2 separate regions of the Macaca mulatta genome follow, and region 1 is linked to region 2. Evidence: chromatin contacts called from public Hi-C data. All regions are on one chromosome and are shown on one strand. Each heading gives the region's core, a stretch centred on a gene start, on an enhancer-like site or on the middle of the called end of the contact. The rest is flanking DNA. Distances are from core to core; before and after follow the strand shown.

What was found. Hi-C and Micro-C count contacts between places; a contact is called where the count stands out from the background.
Region 1: a Hi-C map of CD4 T cells shows a contact between it and region 2, with 5 times the contacts expected there. The contact joins the promoter of PCF11 here to the promoter of DDIAS in region 2. A contact is called at or near these places in 4 of 14 Hi-C or Micro-C datasets (CD4 T cells, blood, fetal cortex germinal zone and 1 more).

What each region holds. Positions count from the first base shown.
Region 1 is chr14:83,679,327-83,685,792 of T2T-MMU8v2.0, forward strand. PCF11 (PCF11 cleavage and polyadenylation factor subunit) reads left to right here and starts at 5,173. Exons shown (of 16, transcript XM_028833877.2): 1 at 5,173-5,679. The coding sequence starts at 5,488.
Region 2 is chr14:83,436,275-83,442,949 of T2T-MMU8v2.0, forward strand. It overlaps DDIAS (DNA damage induced apoptosis suppressor), which reads left to right and starts at 3,139. Exons shown (of 5, transcript XM_015115343.3): 1 at 3,139-3,577. PRCP (prolylcarboxypeptidase) reads right to left here and starts at 2,200. Exons shown (of 9, transcript NM_001261249.1): 1 at 2,007-2,200. The coding sequence starts at 2,174.

The DNA of each region.
Region 1 (6,466 bases), core at 3,923-6,422, 250 kb after region 2:
ATGTATATAAACACACACACACACATACACACACATATATATATTCCAGAGAATGCTATATATTTTATAAATAAAATTTGTTATGAAATAATATTTTTAGAAGTTTTCTATTAGTTTAGACTTTTTATTCTCTATTTCTAGAGAGAGACCCCAGATAATAATATATAACAATGCAGATTATTATGTATATAATTAGTTATGAATTCATGTTTTGGGGGTTAGTATTCATTTGCTGCTTGTTCTTTTGCTTTTTTCATCTATATATGGAAGGAGATGCCAATAGTTAAGATAAATATATGGGAGTAAAACTTAAAATTAAGAACTAGTGTTCACTAAATCATATTTTTCTGCAAATGAGTGAAAAGATTGCTGGCAACATATAATTTCTAAGTCTTAAAACAATGAACTGGTTTTTGGAATTTGGTTATCACGCATTTGAATTGTGAGCCAGGGTCCTTTCCTGATAATCACTATCTCTAAACTCCATAACACCAAGTTCAACCTCCACCCTAGGTTCTGGACTAATGCTGCATTTGTCTATTCATACTGTTGGAGGATAACAATGGACAAGCAAGGTGAAATTGAAATCACGGCCTGGATCAGTCAACAAATATTCATTGAATATCTACTACATGCCAATTTTAGAGCCTGGTTTACAGCCAATATAAGAATGGCTTGATTCTTGCTATAGCTATCTTTCTAAGCCACAAACTTTAAAAACAAATGCTTTGAATTATACAGCATCTCGACTGTTCTTTAAAGGAAGTCCATGCACCTGAAAGGCTGTCTGTGACACCCTGAGTTTAAAATGCAAGTTAGGGCGGGCACTGTGGCTCACTCCTATAATCCCAGTGCTTTGGGAGGCCAAGGCAGGTGGATCACCTGAGGTCAGGAGTTCTTCAAGACCAACATGGCCAACATGGTGAAACCCAGTCTCTACTAAAAACACAGAAATTAGCTGGGAGTGATGGTGGGTGCCTGTAGTCCCAGCTACTCAGGAGGCTGAGGCAGAATTGCTTGAACCTGGAAGGTGGAGGTTACAGTGAGTCGAAATTATGCCACTGCACTACAGCTTGGGCAACAGAGCAAGACTCCGTCTCAAAAATAAATAAATAAATACATAAAACAAATATAAAGAATAAATAAATAAATGCAAGTTATTAATATTAGATACATACACACATATGTATTATGTTTTTGTAAAAATCAAAAATAAAAAGATTTACACTTCCCAGTCAGAAAGATGGTGAAATTAAAGAAACAAACAAACAAACAAAAAAGCTTTATATACTGTGTTTATGTGTATTTTCATTAAAAAAGACATGGAAGGATAGATATTAAACTGTGAGCAGTGGTTACCTTATGGTCAAGGGCAGAGAGAGGGAGTTTTCATTTTTTCTTTGTGTACTTGTATTTGAATTCTTTAAAATAAGCATGCATTACTTTTGTGGTTATAAAACATGTAAATAATAATGTTGCAGGGAGCAGTGGCTCACTCCTGTAATCCCAACACTTTGGGAGGCCAAGGTGGGAGGATTGCTTGAGCCCAGGAGTTCAAGACCAGCCTGGACAACATGCTGAAAAGCCATCTTCTATCAAAAATACAAAAAACTAGCCAGGTGTAGTGGTGCATGCCTGTGGTCCCAGCTACTTGGGAGGCTGAGGTGGGAGGATCCCTTGAGCTCCCGAGGCAGAGGTTGCGGTGACCCCAGATTGCGCCACTGCACTCTCCAGCCTGGGTGACAGAGTGAGACCCTGTCTCCAAAAAAAAAAAAAAAAAAAATTATATAAGTAAACTACATATTTCTAGCAAGAATAAATAAATGTATATGCATATATAATATATAACAGGTAAATATTATTGCTGCATATTATCTACACACGCTGGATTTACACATAAAAGGGGGAAATTCTACCTGCTGACAGTGCTCGATAACTATTTAATTTTAAAGGGATTGGCTTTTAATTTTTATTTCCTTTTTTTGTTTTTTTTGAAACGCAGTCTGGCTCTGTTGCCTAGGCTGGAGGGCAGTAGCATGATCTCAACTCAGTGCAACCTCTGGGGCCCAAGTGATCCTCCCACCTCAGCTTCCCAGAGTGCTGGGATTACAGGCATGAGCCACAGCACCTGGTCTATAAATTTTAAAGGAGTAACTGGGATTACAGGCATACAACACCACACCCAGCTAATTTTTTGTATTTTTGGTAGAAGACGGGGTTTCGCCATGTTGGCCAGGTTGGTCTCGAACTCCTGAGTTCAAGCGATCCGCCCTCCTGGGCCTCCCAAAGTGCTGGGATTATAGGCATGAGCCATGGCACCTGGCCTATGTCCTTTCTACTTTTGTGTTTAGTATCCACATTTCTATCTTTCTAATGATATCAAAAACTTACATAAGAAAAGTTATTGATTAGATAGAACAGAGGTTTTTAAAATTTAAATTAACAATTTAATTAATTTTTTGATAATTATTACCACTTCCAGGCTGAGAGGTTTTTTTAAAGGAGGAATTAACTCCTCCTGTAAATACTCTGAACCAAGGGAAGGGTATAGTTATTTTCCTCGAAAACAATGGAAATGCTTCATATTCTGCAGAAACACAATAATTAGTGGATTTGATTATTGAAAATAGTTCTGGGATACCACTGGCTCCTGGACAAATGTAGTACTTTTTTGCATTACTACATGAGATTATGACTGAGGTATACATTTCATGAAGGTATGGCCAAGGGGCTATGTTGTTCACCACTGCACCTAGCATAGAGATAGGAAATAACCAGGGTTTAATGTTGGTGGAAAGTAAATTAGTTGCATATTCTGACGAAAGAACTGGCAGTGAAAATCCATGAGAGAATTTTTGCACACTTATTTGTATGTAAAATTTCAGTTATCTAGTTTGTGCCCTGTCCTGAGTATTTAAAGAAAAAATATTCTTGTTACAGTATAGCACATGATTTGAAAATGATTGCTAGTCACTTGAGTTTTCCATGTCATTTGTGGGGACATAGGTTTGTTGATTTATGTGCTAAAACATATTAATTGTTTACTCTGTATATAGTCTATGAGGGATACAATAAAAGCCAAATCAGAGCTTTGCAGCCTTTCATTTTTTTTTAGAAGTTCACTTTGCTGTTAAAAGAAAGTTAAAACTGTAAAAGATAGATAGTTCTATAATGAAATTCACCTTTAAAATGAAAAGGAAATGAACAGAGGACTATTTCACCCTGGTCATTTCCCTCCAGAAAATAAAACTTTGAATGTTATTAAACTGTCTAGTATATCTAAATTTCACCACTAACAATAGTGTGAAATTACTGAGATTATAAATACTTATTCAACAATATTCCTTAGCTTCAAATGAGGGAAGACCAGTTTTCCTCCCCAGGTTTTACTTTTCATTCATGTGTGATATCACCCTAAGAAAAAAATGGAAAATACATGTCAAAACTTAACTTTGCAGCACATTTTATGCAGTTCACTATGTTTCAATTATACATCAATAAAGATGCTAAAAAACTCGAACAAAAAGAAGAAACGAAAATGTTACTTTCTATGGGACAAGGTAGTTTGTTTGTTTTTTGAGAGAGAGTTTTACTCTGTCGCCCAGCCTGGAGTGCGGTGGCTCGATCTCGGCTCACTGCAATTTCTGCCTCCCTGGTTCAAGCGATCCTGCCTCATCCTCCCAAGTAGCTGGAATTACAGGCGGCCGCCACCATGCCCGGCTAAGTTTATTTTTTAAGAGCAATTTCTTCTGGGGAGCAACAAATTATCTCTCAAATGCCTAGTAGTCTACGGAAGGCAATGGAAAAGCAATTTTAGGTAATTGACACTTTTTTTTTTTTGAGACGACTCTCGCTGTCACCAGCCTGGAGTGCAGTGGCGAGATCTAGGCTCACTGACACCTCCACCTTCCGGGTTTAAGCGGTTTTCCTGCCTCTGCCTCCCGAGTAGCTGGGACTACTACTACGGGCGCATGCCACCACGCGCAGCTAATTTTTGTATTTTTAGTAGAAACGGGGTTTCACCATGTTGGCCCGGATGGTCTCGAGCTCTTGATCTCGTGATCTGCCCGCCTCGGCCTCCCAAAGTGCTGGGATTACAGGCATGAGCCACCGCGCCCAGCCCGTAATTGACACATTTTAAAAGCTTATATTTAGGTCAATATCACTACTCAATGAAAAAATTACGTTTGGTTTGTGTTATGTCGCAGCTCCATAGTGAATTATTTATTTGAAAGCTTTGTGTGTTTTGCGAGCATCATTTCCAACCTGGGAAGAGAGCCCCACAAGTTTAAAAAAAAGTGTATGCGTGTGTGTCTTCCTACTTGCCCCAAACAGTGTATGCTAAGCAGGTTCTGAAATGCAGATTCACAGTGGAGATATTAGGGTCCGGCTGGCTGTGGCTGTTGAGAAACACTCTTCCTAGAGCTCAGAGTGGGCTCCTTAAAGAGCTCCTCCAAACCCCCAAGGAAAAAGCCTTTCACACTTAACCTCTAAATAAAATGCATTTTCCTGGGGATTCAACTCAGGCAAGCTCGCCTAGGTATTTTTGTGGGTGTGGGAAGAGGCGTGCTGGAATAAACTCTCCAGCGGTGGTTTTCGAGGTTACGGGTAAATTCAGCACCTCCCTCTCACTTTCCAGTTCCCAGAGGGGTAACCGGCCCCGGCAGCTGGACCCTCCCAGGCTCTCGAGAGCACCTGAGACGCTAACAGAGAGGGGGTGCGGCCGCAGAAAGCCTCCGCCCCCTCCAGCCCCCACCGTCGGTAGCAGCTACGGGGCAGGCGGGAGGAAAGATGATTGACAGGCCCGCTCAGTGGCTGGGAAGCTAGAGGGAGGGACGAAGAGGGGACGGCTGAGCCTTCTTCTTAAAGTGGTTGGGTTGGGCCTCGGGAACTGCCTTCCCCAGGCCTATTGGCTTCCCTGAATGGGTTGTTATGGTAACAAATGACCGAACAGTCCCTTATGAATCGGCCAATGAGAAGGGCCGTCTTTTCCAGCGCACCTCCGAGCCGTAGATGTTGCGAAAGTCCGGGTAGAGGCCGGAGAAGAAGGCGGTGCCAGGACGTCCTGCGGAAGGGCCGGGGGCGGGGCTCGTGACGTTACCGGGCCAGCCAATCACGCCTGGTTTTATCAGCGGCCCCGCCCTTTTACCGCACATTTCCCCTCCCCTAGTTCATTTCGCACGACGCAGCGGTTGGGAACACAGACATTTTCGGAGCTGGAGCCGCCACTGCCGCCGCCATTTTGTGTCTGTGGAGAAAGAAGCTTCTGTGGCGGCTGGAAGTGGACGGAGATCACCCGCGAGACGGCGGCGTTTCATACCCGAGGTTCCCCCTGTGTCGTCCCCCATCCCCCCTCCGCGGTCAGCATGTGGTGAAGCCGGAGCCGCGAGAGATCCGGGGAGAGGAAGAGGAGTCGGAAGGGAGGCGGGGTATCCAGAGCGGCTTCAGCTTCAGCTGCGGCGGACCTCGGAGGGGGGCCGCGGCGCAATGTCAGAGCAGACGCCGGCCGAGGCCGGTGCTGCGGGGGCCCGGGAGGACGCCTGTCGGGATTATCAGTCATCGCTCGAAGACCTGACCTTCAATAGCAAGCCGCACATCAATATGCTGACCATTCTAGCCGAGGAGAACCTGCCCTTCGCCAAGGAGATCGTCTCTCTCATCGAGGCCCAAACCGCCAAGGTTTTTATACACCCCGCAGCCTCCTATTCTTCTAATACTCCCTGATTTTAGTGTCAGCCTCATCCCAGGTCTCGCTTCCATCCCAAGGGGGACAGTGTTCCTTCTCTCCAACCCCCCACCCCCCTCCAACTCAGGCTCGGTCTTTGGCCCAGGCTTGGAGCATGGGCCTCTCGGGGGGAGGGAGTGGGGAGGATAAAGGGTGGAGTCCCACTTCCGCTTACCAACTCCCTTTTTAGGCCACCGCATTGTATATCCCGACACACACACGCTTTGAATAGAGCCCTTTTGGGTGGGGGAGACTTAAAGGCAGTTTGTGGTTTGGGGAAGTAAGAGTTAACATAAGCCATTTTAATCCCCTGGGAAGTGGGAGAGTGGGTCTCCCATTTTCCCCCAGCACCCTTTTTGGTAATTGTGTTCTGTGGGTTGGAAGGAGGTGAAGGGGGACCTGGGAGCGAGCTGTTGGTGGGTGGGAATAGGGATTTGGCCCCGAGTGGAGCAGCCGCCTGTTAGGAGCCCAACATGGCGCCTGAAAAGCACATGATGCGAAAGGGAAGAGAGGAGAATCCATTCCCTGCCAGCCAGGCAGCTGCTCACACCCGTCAGCCCCATTTTGGGGTGGGGGCGGCTAGATAAAACTTTTATTCTCCTATTGGAGGGTCTAATTTGTCCCAAAATAGGGGCAAGTGGGGTTGAGGGTGGGGTTTGGGTGGGGGGAGGAGATCTTATCCAACCTGTAGGTGGAGAACTGGCCCAGAGGGTAACAAGTACTTGCAGTTTCTCTGAAAAG
Region 2 (6,675 bases), core at 1,889-4,388:
TGGGATGGAGGATTATGGCAGAAGTTGGAATGACCAGCTAGGGTTTCATAGTAAGGAACAATGGATTCCCATGCCAAGGTGTTTGAATTGTATTTCTAAGGAGTGTAGTGGCCAAGAAAGGAATCTACAATAAAGGAACATAAAGTAGGAACTAAGGTACTAACAAATAATTTGTTCCCTTCCACTCTTTCACTCTTTCACTCTCTCCTTTTCTGCTGATAGTTCTCTTTTTCATCGATCCCAATGGGATTTTAGAGATCTTCCATTCCAATAGTCCTCTCCCCATTTTACTTTAGCAGTTGAGCTCTGCAAATAGTTGTATATAAAATCCCAGCATATAAAACAGATAAAAGCTGAAAGAGATCCAAGAGAGGGGTATTGGAGCACCTAATTTGGCCTCCACTTCAGGCTTCATCCACTTTCCCTCTGAAACAGCTCCCCAAAGAGCCCTTAATTTTCCTCAGTAAAGTGTGAAACACATTGGTCTTTGTCCCAACCCTCCCAATTTACAAATGAGGGAATTATGCCTAGAGAATTAATTTAAGGGAGTTGCCTGAGAAAAAAGACTATTTCCTGGTATCCCTGGTAAAATTAAAATGTTTTATCTTCCTCATAAACTTGAACTCAAATGTCTGAGTTAAAAATTGTTTCTTGGCTGCACACAGTGGCACACGCCTGCAATCCCAGCCCTTTGGGACATCGCTTGAGCCCAGGAGTTCAAGACCAGCCTAGGCAACATGGCAAAACCCCATCTCTATTTTTAAAAATAAAAAAAAAAAATTTAAATTATTTCTAAGTTATTCTGGAAGTCTATGACATCCCTCTACCACAAATTCCCATTCAAAATTCATATAAGGGCTGGGCTCAGTGGCTCAAGCCTGTAATCCCAACACTTTGGGAGGCTGATGCAGAAGGATTATTGAGTCCACAAGTTTAAGACTAGCCTGGGCAACATAGTGAGCCTTGTCTCTATACAATCAACAACAACAAAATTTCACATAGGTCTATAACCACATATTATATGAGTGCCTACTTGAGGCCAGATACTCTGCTAGGAACACGTTATCTGCTCTCACTTAACCATCACCACAAACCCCAAGAGATCAAGGAACTAGGCTCAGAGAAGTACTGTAACCTGCCCAAGGTCATAGAGCTAGCAGGGTAGAATCTGGTTCTACCTGACTCCTAAAGCCAAGCTTCAGACCCTTGCACTCTTTCTAATCCCAACCCTTTCCAAATCTTTTCCTATTTTTACCAGGCTTTCAGAAATGCTGAACTGTAAGGAATCCTCGTCATTTCACAGAGGATGTACTTTTCCATCAAGACCTGTGGGGGAATGCCTCATGCTGCAGCCAAGCACAAAGGCATCAAGCCTAAAAAGCTCTAAAATCATGTTACAAACCATAGAAAGGCTAATCCCCAACCCCACCACAAGCTCCTACAACTCCTTTTACAACCATAGGCTACACACGTTCAGTCTTATGGGGAATAGGGATTTCAACAATTCTTAATAATAGGGCTACAAAATCAGCTCTGAGCTGACCCCTTATGAGAGTCTGGTTTTTAGGATGGATAACTATCCAATATTATCTAATAGGTAAAAATACTAGAATTTGTATTTAGGGCTGCCTTGGGGCAAAGGATGACTATCACCGCAGACTAGGTAGCAGAGCTGGTATTTAATAATTTGAATTTGAGGGAAGGTTAAGGGAGTTCGGATTGGGGCACCCTATGGGAGCAGGCGGAGTTGAAGTGACTGCCGTGTCCAATTGCAGAACAACCTGAATCAAGAGTACGGAGCCAGAAGTACTACCAAATTATTGGTAATGGGAGGAGAAAAATTCAACAAAACTGGGATTTGAGACCACCTTCTGGAAGACATGAGCCAAAGACCGAAGAGATCCCAGGCATCAAGGGGTGTGAATTTCGAGGTGGGCTCCGTTGCCCGGGCTCTGAGGGTTCCCGGCCGTTGGGCCGGGGACGGTGAAGCCCCCACTCCCCCTTACCTTCTGTTGGAAGTAGAGAACCGAATAGTTCTTGGCTACAGCCGGGAGGGATGTGGGGTTTGTTGGCAAGTGTAGGCTGCCGAGGGCCCTTAAGGCCGGCCGGAGGGCCTTGGTGGCCCAGGGCGCCAGAAAAGACAGAAGCAGGAGCAGGAGGGCTCGGCGGCCCATGGCTCAGGCTGGCGGCTGCAGTGCGGGTGGGAGGGCGAAAAGGAGGCCAGCAGCAGCGCACGGGCTAAGCCCTGCCCAGTCTGCAGCTCCGCCCGCCGCAAAACGGCTCCTCCCGGGGGAAACCCAAAGCCAGCCAGCTCCTCAGACACCGCCCAAACCAGGTCACCACAGCCACTCCGCCCCCATCCCCGAGGGCACCGCCTCCACTCCACTTTACTCTCGTGCCGTCTGCTTCTTAGCACTCACCTTCATTGCGGTCACATCCCAAGTTTGCCTTTATCATGCTAGGGCCTCTTCCTACCTCATCGCTGTAGCCCATGCTTTATCTATAGCGCCCCCGAAGCCCACCTGTCCTTCAGGTCATCCTATATCCCCACCATTATAATCACCGCCAAACTCTGCCCTGGCTGCCTCAATTCCATTGCTACACCTCCTGCCCTCCGCAAATCCCACATAAAGGCAATAACAGCTTCCATGACAATTTATTGAAGGTTCACTACAGGCCAGTATATCAGGAGGCAGGGAGGCACAGGCATCATCTCCTCTAACTCAATCGTCACAGCAATCTTGTGCGTCGTATTCGATTGTTATTCCCATCTACAGATGTGGAAACGGAGGCTCAGAGAGGTGCGGGAACTTGCACTAGATCACTCAGCAGTAAGCGGAGTACGTCGTCGCAGACCGCTGGGTCCAGCTCCAAAGACTGTGCTCCTTGCACCCACCTCCATCATGGAGCCTAACCACTCCCTATGATACTCCGTTCTTTGGTAACCCCAAAACTGTGTTGCTTGCACAACCCATCCATTACAGAGGTCGCCCCGGGTCCACATCGTCCCTAAATCCCGCCAGGTCCCGGTCCCTTCTTTCAAGTAACGCCCCCTTTCTTCTTCGGCACCCGAAAACCCACTCCGCGCTCCACCTCCCTCCTGCCTCCTGCCAAAGCCCCCTTCCCCCCTCCGCCCCTGGGTAGTGCTAGCCCCTAGGACAGCGCCGGGTCTGGCTTCCAAAGCTCCCTCAACCCTCTTCATCCGGCTTCCATTCCCTCTTTCAGTCACCCCGCCAGACCCCAGGACGCCCAGGCTTGCTCCACACTTTCCGGGGATCCCTACGCCCAGGAGGCTTAGCGCAGCCAAAACCAACTTTACGGACTGTACTACTGATCCACCGACTCTACCCGCAGTTTGACGAAAATGGTCGTTCCCACAAGCTTGTAGGATTTCTTGGCTAAGCGCCACCCTCTGCGGCGCTTTCTTCTGATTGGCTCTGAGTGAACGCAGCCAAAGCGTTACTTCCGGCGGAAAAGGACGCGGGAGATTCGATTGGAAGGCTCCCGGCGAACTACTGATCCGGCCGGTCTGAGTCACTGTGTGTCGCCTGGGCCCGCTACTGGTCTTCTCCCTCAGGTGAGCTGGGTAAAGGGGTTCTGGGGAAGCCTAAGGGCCGGAGACTCCCAAGGAGGCTCTTAACTTCATTATGAATGAGACCCACCCAGAGCCCGGCACTTGTTTTTTCACGAGTTATTCTCTGTAAACGGGCGGACATGAGGGTAAAAGATATAAACGTCAGTTATTTTATTTTAGACTCAGTGCAGTTGCAATCACCTAACGAACGTTTATTGAACGCTTTCAGTGGCATCGAGCTAGACTCCGAGTGAGCTTTTAGAATCGGAGATAGAGTGGAAAAGGCGCGACTCTTGCTTCTGTGATGTGCAAATACGTATTCAGCGGGCCACTGTGCAGAGTAGTACGTGCTAAAAGGGGATCTGCCAAACTGGTATCATGGCTTAGAGGGAACATACTTTAACTGAGCCAGGTGCTTAAACCAGAACTTGAAAGTTTTCTTCCTTTTCGCATCCAGCCAGTCCCTAACAGCCTCTTGAATATCTCAGATCTGTTCACGTCTTTCCGTTTTTTACTGACATTATTTTGGTTCGACCCTATGACTGCTACATAGCTGTGGCAGTACCCCCACCTGGCCCAGCTGGTTCTCCTGCTTTCAATCTTGTCACATTCCAGTCCAGTCTCCACATTGCTGGGCTGATAAAGATAATTGCCCGAGGCACTCCCCATTGAAAACCTTTCAGTCCCTCCTATTTGCCCTCAGGTTTAAGCCCAAACTCTTTAACATGACTTACAGGCTCTTTCCTGTCTGACTTTTGCCTGCCTCTTCAGCCCCAGTGGTTTTCCACCGCTCCAGCCATATAGAATGTCTTCTGTGTTCCTGAAGTGTACTATCCTCTTTCTCACCCCAAACCGTCTTCTGACCCTGTCCGTGACCTGGCTAATTCTTACCCAGTTTGCAAAGCCTTTTAAATCAGAAACCCTTTCCTGACCCCACAAGACTGGATCACAGAGCAACAAGTAATTATTTGTTTATTCTGCAGATAGTTAAGTGCTTCTTTGGTCTGTGCCAAGAACTGCTAGGTACTGAGATCCGATGATGAACAAGGTAGATTCCTGTTCTAATGGAACTTACCTTGTATGGATAGAATTAAGGAGAATTTACAAGGAAACTATGTGAATTAGACTGGTCTAAGAAGACCTTTCCGAGGAGTTGATGTTGATGCCTAAAAGATGAGCATGATCCAACTGTGCAAGAGAGGAAAAGAACAACATTCTAAACAGAGTGAACAGGTTGTGCAAAGGTCCTGAGGCAGGAAAGAGCTTGACATGTTAATGTTCAAGAATCTAAGGAAAGACCAGTATTGCTGGAATATATTCAGAAAGGACAGTTGTATGAGATGAATCTGGAAAGATGGGCAGAGACCGAATCATGATAAGGAGGTTAATCCAGCACCATAAACAGGAGATAATGGTGGTTTGGATTAAGATGATGGCAGAATATATAAGGGAAAGGTGAATGATGGTTTCTAAGTATGGAAGTAAATTCAAGTACCTTCTGATGAGTGTGATGTGGGATGTGAAAGAAAGGGAGGAATGACAAATGACTCCCAGGTACTGGCCTGAGTTACTGGTTAGTGAGTGGTACCATTTACTGAGATGGAGCAAAATTGCAAAAAAAGAGGTTTGAGAGGAAACTAAGAATTCAGGTTTTTTAACTATTAAACCGTGAGATCCCTATGAGACATCGAATACAGTTGGCTCTCAGGTAAGCAGTTAAGGTATAGAAGTCTGGAGCTTGCATATATTATTTCATTGATAGTTATATATTGCCTGTCTTAGCCAATAGATTATAAATTCCTTGAACACAAGAGCCTGTTTTTTCTCTCTTTAACCCTATTACCTTCTCCATCCCTGTAATAAATATCCCATAAATGACAGTCAACAGAAAAACCGTATTGTACTAAAATTTTCCTGGTTCATGTTTTTAAAGTATTTTTCATCAGTATTTCTCCTTTCACTGGGTTTTGTCTCTTTGTTTTTTTGCTTACTTAATTTTCACTGTCCTGCCTGCCTCTCTTACTTTTCTAGAGTTTTCGTGTTAATGTCACTAAATTATGTTTTAGAGACTAATTATGACTGCCTTTAGAAAAATTAAACAAGTATGTGCCCTTGGAGGAAACCATTAGATAGTGTTAAGAAGACAGTTCAAAATAGCCACCCTTCCCATAACTGAGGCCTCTTGGCCTGTAAATTATGAAATAGAAAATTGGATAATTACAAGGTGACAAAGATTTTCATGCAAGGCAAGAACAGTTTGGAGAGGAATGAAGAAAGGGAGAAAAGTTAGTCATACTTTCTTTTATTTATGCCATTAGAACTAAGACTAGTTTTTTAAAGGAGTAATTTCATCCTTTGGGCACAGTCTTGAAGCAAATACACATAGTTTCTTTCAAGTGTGAAGCTTGAACAAAGAGAGTGATGTACTAGAAAGACTAGTAAGCTACTCATCAGAAGGCATGAGTTCCAGACCTGATTTCTCCTAATTCCTATTCTTTAATTAGTTATTTAACTTCTCTAAGTGGATCAGATAATGATGCAAAAGCACTTTGCAAACTGTAAAGCAGTCAAATGAACTCAAACTGGATTATGAACTTTAAGATAGGATTCATATCTTATACTTTTATGTTCTCTTCAGCCCCATCCCCAGATGCCAATTTACACTAAATACTTCACTGAACTTTTTCTCTAGGATCTAACATAGAATAAGAATTAGTTTAGATTTTCTAATCTAACCCAGTTATTCTAGATCTTCTAGTCTAGCCCAAAGAAGAAAAAAAGTTGTGTTGGTATGTGCATGTATGGGCACAGTTTTCCATAAATGATTAAGATGCCTTCTGAGAACTTGATTATGAAGTAGTTAAGCTGAAAGGTCACCAAATAATGGATTAGAGCAAAGAATTGCAAAATAATTTAAACGAGACTGAGATGCTGTCAGGCCTTGGGAATTTAACTATAACCATATTTATCACAAGTGTTATTCACCATGAGATAGTCTTAATGACTAAGCTACTGGTTTTCCAGTGTGGACAATTTGGCCATTACCTGGGAACTTATGAAAATGCAGATTCTCAGACACTTATCCCAGACTTACTGAATCA